Linked DNA regions of Sus scrofa: region 2 is linked to region 1. A link is a contact called in public HiChIP or PLAC-seq data. All regions are on one chromosome and are shown on one strand. Each heading gives the region's core, a stretch centred on a gene start, on an enhancer-like site or on the middle of the called end of the contact. The rest is flanking DNA. Distances are from core to core; before and after follow the strand shown.

Evidence for each region. HiChIP or PLAC-seq counts read pairs in DNA pulled down with a chosen protein or histone mark.
Region 2: a contact with region 1 is called in an H3K27ac HiChIP or PLAC-seq map of alveolar macrophages. The contact joins two enhancer-like sites. A contact is called at or near these places in 1 of 47 Hi-C or Micro-C datasets (embryonic fibroblasts) and 1 of 2 datasets of contacts at active chromatin or transcription factors (alveolar macrophages).

Annotation. Positions count from the first base shown.
Region 1 is chr6:58,923,473-58,926,233 of Sscrofa11.1, forward strand. LOC106510586 (a long non-coding RNA gene) reads right to left here. Exons shown (of 3, transcript XR_002344799.1): 2 at 2,612-2,761; 3 at 158-1,090. Among named protein-coding and RNA genes, the nearest start is that of TTYH1, 33 kb to the left of the region's middle. Within about 2 kb of position 1,434, at least 7 of the 83 cell types and tissues checked have an H3K27ac peak or open chromatin away from gene starts, as enhancers often do. A contact at or near this core is called in alveolar macrophages, where this site is marked.
Region 2 is chr6:59,095,538-59,098,740 of Sscrofa11.1, forward strand. NCR1 (natural cytotoxicity triggering receptor 1) reads left to right here. Exons shown (of 7, transcript NM_001123143.1): 4 at 507-785; 5 at 1,089-1,139. Among named protein-coding and RNA genes, the nearest start is that of NCR1, 4.2 kb to the left of the region's middle. Within about 2 kb of position 1,379, at least 1 of the 83 cell types and tissues checked has an H3K27ac peak or open chromatin away from gene starts, as enhancers often do. A contact at or near this core is called in alveolar macrophages, where this site is marked.

The sequences.
Region 1 (2,761 bases), core at 184-2,683:
TGTTATGCTTTTATTTTTTATTTTTTTATTTTTGCTCTTTAGGGCCACACCTGTGGCATATGGAGCTTCCCAGGCTAGGGGTTGAATTGGGGCTGTTGCCACTGCGACCTACACCACAGCTCACAGCAATGCCGGATCATCAACCCTCTGAGAGAGGCCAGGGATCCAACCTGCAACCTCATGGTTCCTAGTCGGATTCAGTTTGCTGTGCCAGGATGGGAACTCCTAGCTGTTATTTTTAGGCCTCCTCTGATTCCGTCTGGAGGAAGTGGTCATATAAATACAATGTAGACAAAAAAAAAAAATCTGATTTTGCCAGGCTTATGTGCAAAACCTTTCCCGTTCTCCTAAAGATAAAATCCCAAATCTTTACAGAGCCTTTTACAAAGCCCTACACATTCAGTCCCTATTGAAGCGTCTCCTCAATGCTTTCCCGTCTCCACGCTGTCGGGATCATCTCGACTCCTTAGAATTGGCAAAATTATTTCCTGACTCGAGGTTTTCTTGAAAGCTGTCTCCTCTGCTTTCCCGTGTGGACACTTCATCAATCCTCACTCACCCTCCCACGGAGTCTCAGCATCATCAGGCGAGCCTGCCCTGAGGTCTGGACTCAAGGTCATGCCTCCTTTTACCCGGAATCACGGCCCTCTTTTCCCCTAGCGCATCTCCCATGGGAGCAGCCATGGCCTACTGTGCACCCAACTTTCATGGCTTCTTTTATATGATGTGGTGTCCTCACGGGAGGACACTGTCCCACCGGGCGCTAGACCCAGTCTATCTTGCACCCAGCTGTGGACCCATGACTAATCTTCCTCGGCTAAACCAGAGCAGACAGGATAGATGCCACGTCGGAATTCTTCTCTAAAAGAAGTGAGTGTGCCATTTTCACTCTTTCTCCTTCCCCACTTTGGTAGCAGAGTAAGTCCGCCAAGGTCTTAGGTGATGCCAAAGCCAAAAAGGTGGAAGAATCCTGGGAACATTAGTCACCCCGTGGAGGAGCTCCAGCTGCCGGTGTGCGAGCACCCATTCCGAAATGTTACCTGAATGAGAAATAGACTTTCCCTTGAGATGAACTACGGATCTTTCGAGGCTGAGGTGTAAAAAAAAAAAGAGAATCCAGCGTCACCAGAAGTTATGGATCATGCCCTGCAATCACGTAATTTTGGGGACACCTGGAGGTATGTCTTCCTCATTAATGTGGGCCCTCTATTAATTTGCCTATCTCGAATATTTGGCACAGACCCAGGTCCTTAATAGACACCTGATACATATGCAGAGATTGAACAAAGCAAAAGAGAAAAAAAAGAAAATTCACAGTCACATCCATCCAAGTTCCAATTTCTTTAAAGGAAGTGACTTGCTTAAGGTCCCACCGACCACATGAGCCACCATTAAGTCATCACTGATGTCCAGTTCCTACAGTGCTCAGAGTCCCTCTCCACCCTCATGTTCAAGGGGGCATGTGTGTGGGAGGAAGAGTCCTCTCTGGTAACCGCCCCTCAAGGAAGGAGGAACTAAAGCCATGTGGATGAACTTTCTGGAAAACATTTGGTCAGAAAACCACGGGACGGTCAGGGCTGGGTCTCTGACCGCCGTATCCTGTCCATCGGTCTGTCTGCACAGCGGAGGCTGGTGGGGCAGCATCCTGCTGGCCATGTTTGCTTTTCGGCTTTCCCTGGGTGAATACGAACATGGCAGGAGGGGACCTCTGGGCTGGGGACTGGGATGCTAGGACTCCAGGTCCTTCCCTGGACCCACCTCCTGGTTGGATGGATGCCACAGGACCTTAGTGACGCAGGGGGGAACAGAGACAACGAGAGGAAGGCCTTGTCTCCCCACCCACCCCCGAGTTTCAGGATTCCTTGCCCCCTCCCTGAATCAGAAGCTTAGGGCCTTAATCAGGTTCAGTTTCTGAGTGAAGAATGCAGCTTTTTTTTTTTTTTTTTTTTTTTTTTTTTGCTTTTTAGGGCTGAACCCTAGGCACACGGAAGTTCCTAGGCTAGGGGTCGAATCCGAGCTTCAGCTGCTGGCCTACACCACAGCCATAGCAACACAGGATCTGAGCCGTGGCTATGACTTACACCACAGTTCACGGCAACACCAGATCCTTAATGCACTGTGCGAGGCCAGGGATCGAATCCACAACCTCATGGTTACTAGATGGATTCGTTTCCCTTGAGCCACAAGGGGAACTCCAAATGCAGCAAACCTGGATTGTTCTTCTGGGGGCTGAGTCTGGACCACAAGATTTGGATAAAAGAGAGTAAGTCTCTCTGCTCAAGTTCTCTCTTCTTGGATCAATGCAATTGACTCCCACCAGCAGAGCTAGAATTTGGATAAGAAAAGGCTGGGCAGATGTGCTTGTGTGGGGAGTGCTCTTGGAGTCTAATCTCTAAAGTGCCCAGATACCAGGAGACTCTAGATTCGATCCCTTTCAAGAGAGCTACTCCAGAGCCATCATCCTGGCTGATCCAGATTCAGCATTCCAGCGGTACTCTGGGGCTGGGCGCTGTCTGGGCTGATGAGTACCGTCTGCAAGAGACGGAAATCCTGGGCTTTGGGATGAAGATTCCACAGGGCCCCATTATCCATCACGTCAACGGCAGCTGACCTTTCAGGGCTTTGCCACGGTCAGGATGGCAGCCAAAGCCACCACTGGCGATTTCAGCTCGGACGCACAGGCTGGACACCAGGGGTTGACGAGGTTTGGGCCCTGCCCCCTGTAGTCACAGAAAGGAGGAAACACACGGGCCACGTGGAG
Region 2 (3,203 bases), core at 129-2,628, 170 kb after region 1:
AGCCTGGGAACCTCCATATGCCGTGAGAGCGGCCCAATAAATGGCAAAAAAGACAAAAAAAAAAAAAAAAAAAAGCTAAAGAAAAAAAAAGTCAAGATGGCAAATTTATATACATTTTACCAAAGCTAAAACTAAGACTGTTTTCAAACGCAGATAGCTGGCCCTCTCCTAAGTTCCTGATGCAATAGGTCTGGGGTAGAGCCTGGAAATTTGCATTCCTAACAAGCCTCTAGATGATACTGGTCCCAAGGATCAAACTGGGAGGACCACAGATGCGGGGCAATTCCCAGAGAAAGATTCATATTAACGCCCCTGGAAGCTAGGAGAGCAGCCCCAAAGGGAGAGATCAGAGAGGATGTTTCAAAGACCGACCGAGACAAATTCAGGAACTAGAGGAAGAGGCTGAGGTTCTGGGGAGCAAGAGCCCGGTCCTAAGGAGCAGCGGGGTGGGAGCGAGGAAAGCAGGATCGAGAGGCTCCTTACTCACCAGCCGCCTCCTCTCGCAGGGCTGTACGACACACCCGCCCTCTCTGTTCAACCCAGACCCGAGGTGACCTCAGGAGAGAACGTGACCTTCTCCTGTCGTCTAGAGACAGCAACGAGCATGTTCTTCCTGCTCAAGGAGGGGAGGTCCAGCCGCCCGCAGCACGGATACGGGACGATGCAGGCGGAGTTCCCCATGGGCCCGGTGACCAGGGCTCATGGAGGGACATACAGATGTTTTGGCTCCTACAACAAGCACGCATGGTCTTTCCCCAGTGAGCCTGTGAAGCTCCTGGTCAAAGGTGAGGACACCCCCCCTCCCCCCGACACCTTCCGCTCTTTCTCCTGTCTGGATCCTGCGGTGAATCCCGGACAGGAAGGAGGGAGGCAGCGAAGGGGAGGGTGGGAAGAGGAAGGAGGGAGGCAGCGAAGGGGAGGGTGGGAAGAGGCACCACACCCTCTTCCACAGCCACTTTCTAGAGGCGCAGCTGATAGTTCATGAGGAAGGTCGCCAGAGGGATGGGGGGCAGAGGGAACCGGTGGGAAGATCAGCGGAAACCCAGAGCCCTCGATTTTTTTTTTTTTTTGCTTGTCTCCACTGCCAGGAGATGGTGGGGACACCACCTTTGCACCCACAGAGCACACCTCTTCTCCTGGTGAGTAACAGGTACTTCTAAACTTGGGCAAGGAGTCAGTGCCTCCCACAGCAGGCAAAAGCGGGTGTCCATTCAAAACATCCCCTGAATGCACAGCACCTGCCATGAACTACAGGTCCATCCACCAACCAGACAGCCAGCCCTGTTTGGGTGGCACTTGCATTCTCGCAAGAGAAGGCAGACTGCGAGTCAGAGTCAGGATCCATAAACCCATGACGGGGCACGTGGGGAGGAGATGACGGTGCGGAAGAAGAGAAAAGTAGGACAAATGGTGTGAGGGGACTGGGAGGAGGGCAGGGAGCACCACTCAGGAGAGCTGGCTGAATCGGTCTCACGGAGACAGAGGCACCAAGCCAAGCCCTGAAAGAGCTGCGGTGTTAGTCCTGCGGCTGTCAGTTAGAAAGAACTTTCCAGAGAGAGAGAGAGAGAGAGAGAGAGAGAGCAGCCATAAGGATGGCATAAAGATGGGCAGGGAGACAAAAGAAGAAAGGAGGCCAGTGGGGCTGGAAATGGTGTCAGGGGGGATGAAGGGGATGGGGGGCTGGGCCAGCTCATTTGGGGCCTTGGGAAAGGTTGGTGACACTCGGAATTCTCTGTGAGGAATAAGAAAGGAGAGCGACGGAGGGACCAAGGAAGCAGGCAGAGACACGCCGGACATCACCGGCATGTGGAGGCTACAACACGACACAAATGAACCCATCTACCAAACAGAAACAGACTCAGGCACAGAGAACAGACGTGTGGCTGCCAAGGGGGAGGGGGGGGGATGGACGGGGAGTTTGGGGTTGGCAGATGCAAACGATTCCATGTAGGACAGATAAGCAGTGAGGTCCTGCTGTACAGCACAGAGAACTCTACCCAATCACCTGTGATAGAATTTGATGGAAAATCATATGAGAAAAAGAATATACATATATATATGACTGGGTCGCTACGCTCTACAGTGTAAACGGCCACAACACGGTACATCAGCCATACTTTAAAAATTAAACTTAGGGAGTTCCCGTCGTGGCACAGTGGTTAACGAATCCGACTAGGAACCATGAGGTTGCGGGTTCGGTCCCTGCCCTTGCACAGTGGGTTAACGATCCGGCGTTGCCGTGAGCTGTGGTGTAGGTTGCAGACGCGGCTCGGATCCCACGTTGCTGTGGCTCTGGTGTAGGCCGGTGGCTACAGCTCCGATTCAACCCCTAGACTGGGAACCTCCATATGCCGTGGGAGCGGCCCAAGAAATAGCAACAACAACAACAAAAGACAAAAAGACAAAAAAAAAAATTAAACTTAGGAAGAGACTATCTCTGCTCCCTATGTGTTGTCTCCTTTGTCATAGATTAGTCGACCATAGGCACTTAAGCTAAAACAGGACACAAAGGGACCTACCTGTGAAACAGAAACAGACTTGCCGACACAGAAAATAGATCTGCGGTTGCCAAGGGAGATGAGGTGGGGAGATTGGGGGTTTGGGGGAGCAGATCCGAACTCTTACACACAGGATGGACAAAGGACAAGGTCCTACTGTGTAGCACAGGGAACGCGACCCGATGGCCTGTGATGAGGCGGAAGAGAAAAGAATACGAAAAAGAATATATATATATATATACACACACACATATAACTGAATCGCTCTGCTGCACAGCAGAAATTCGCACAACATTGCAAATCAACTGTACCTCAATTTAAAAAAAAAAAAGGAATACCTTAAAAAAAGAAGATACGCCTGGAGACACACACTTATTAGTCCTAGAGCTGAATCCTTCCCCTGGTTTGTCTTTTGTTTTTTTGTTTTGTTTTGTCTTTCCTAGGGCTGCTCCTGTGGCGTACGGATGTTCCCAGGCTAGGGGTCTAATTGGAGCTGTAGCCACTGACCTACACCACAGCCACAGCAATGGGGGATCCGAGCCATGTCTGCAACCTACACCATAGCTCACAGCAACGCCAGATCCTTAACCCACTGAGCAAGGCCAGGAATCAAACCCGCAACCTTATGGTTCCTAGTCGGATTCGTTAACCACTGAGCCATGACGGGAACTCCCCTTGGTATGTCTTTGAACTCTCATTCTACCT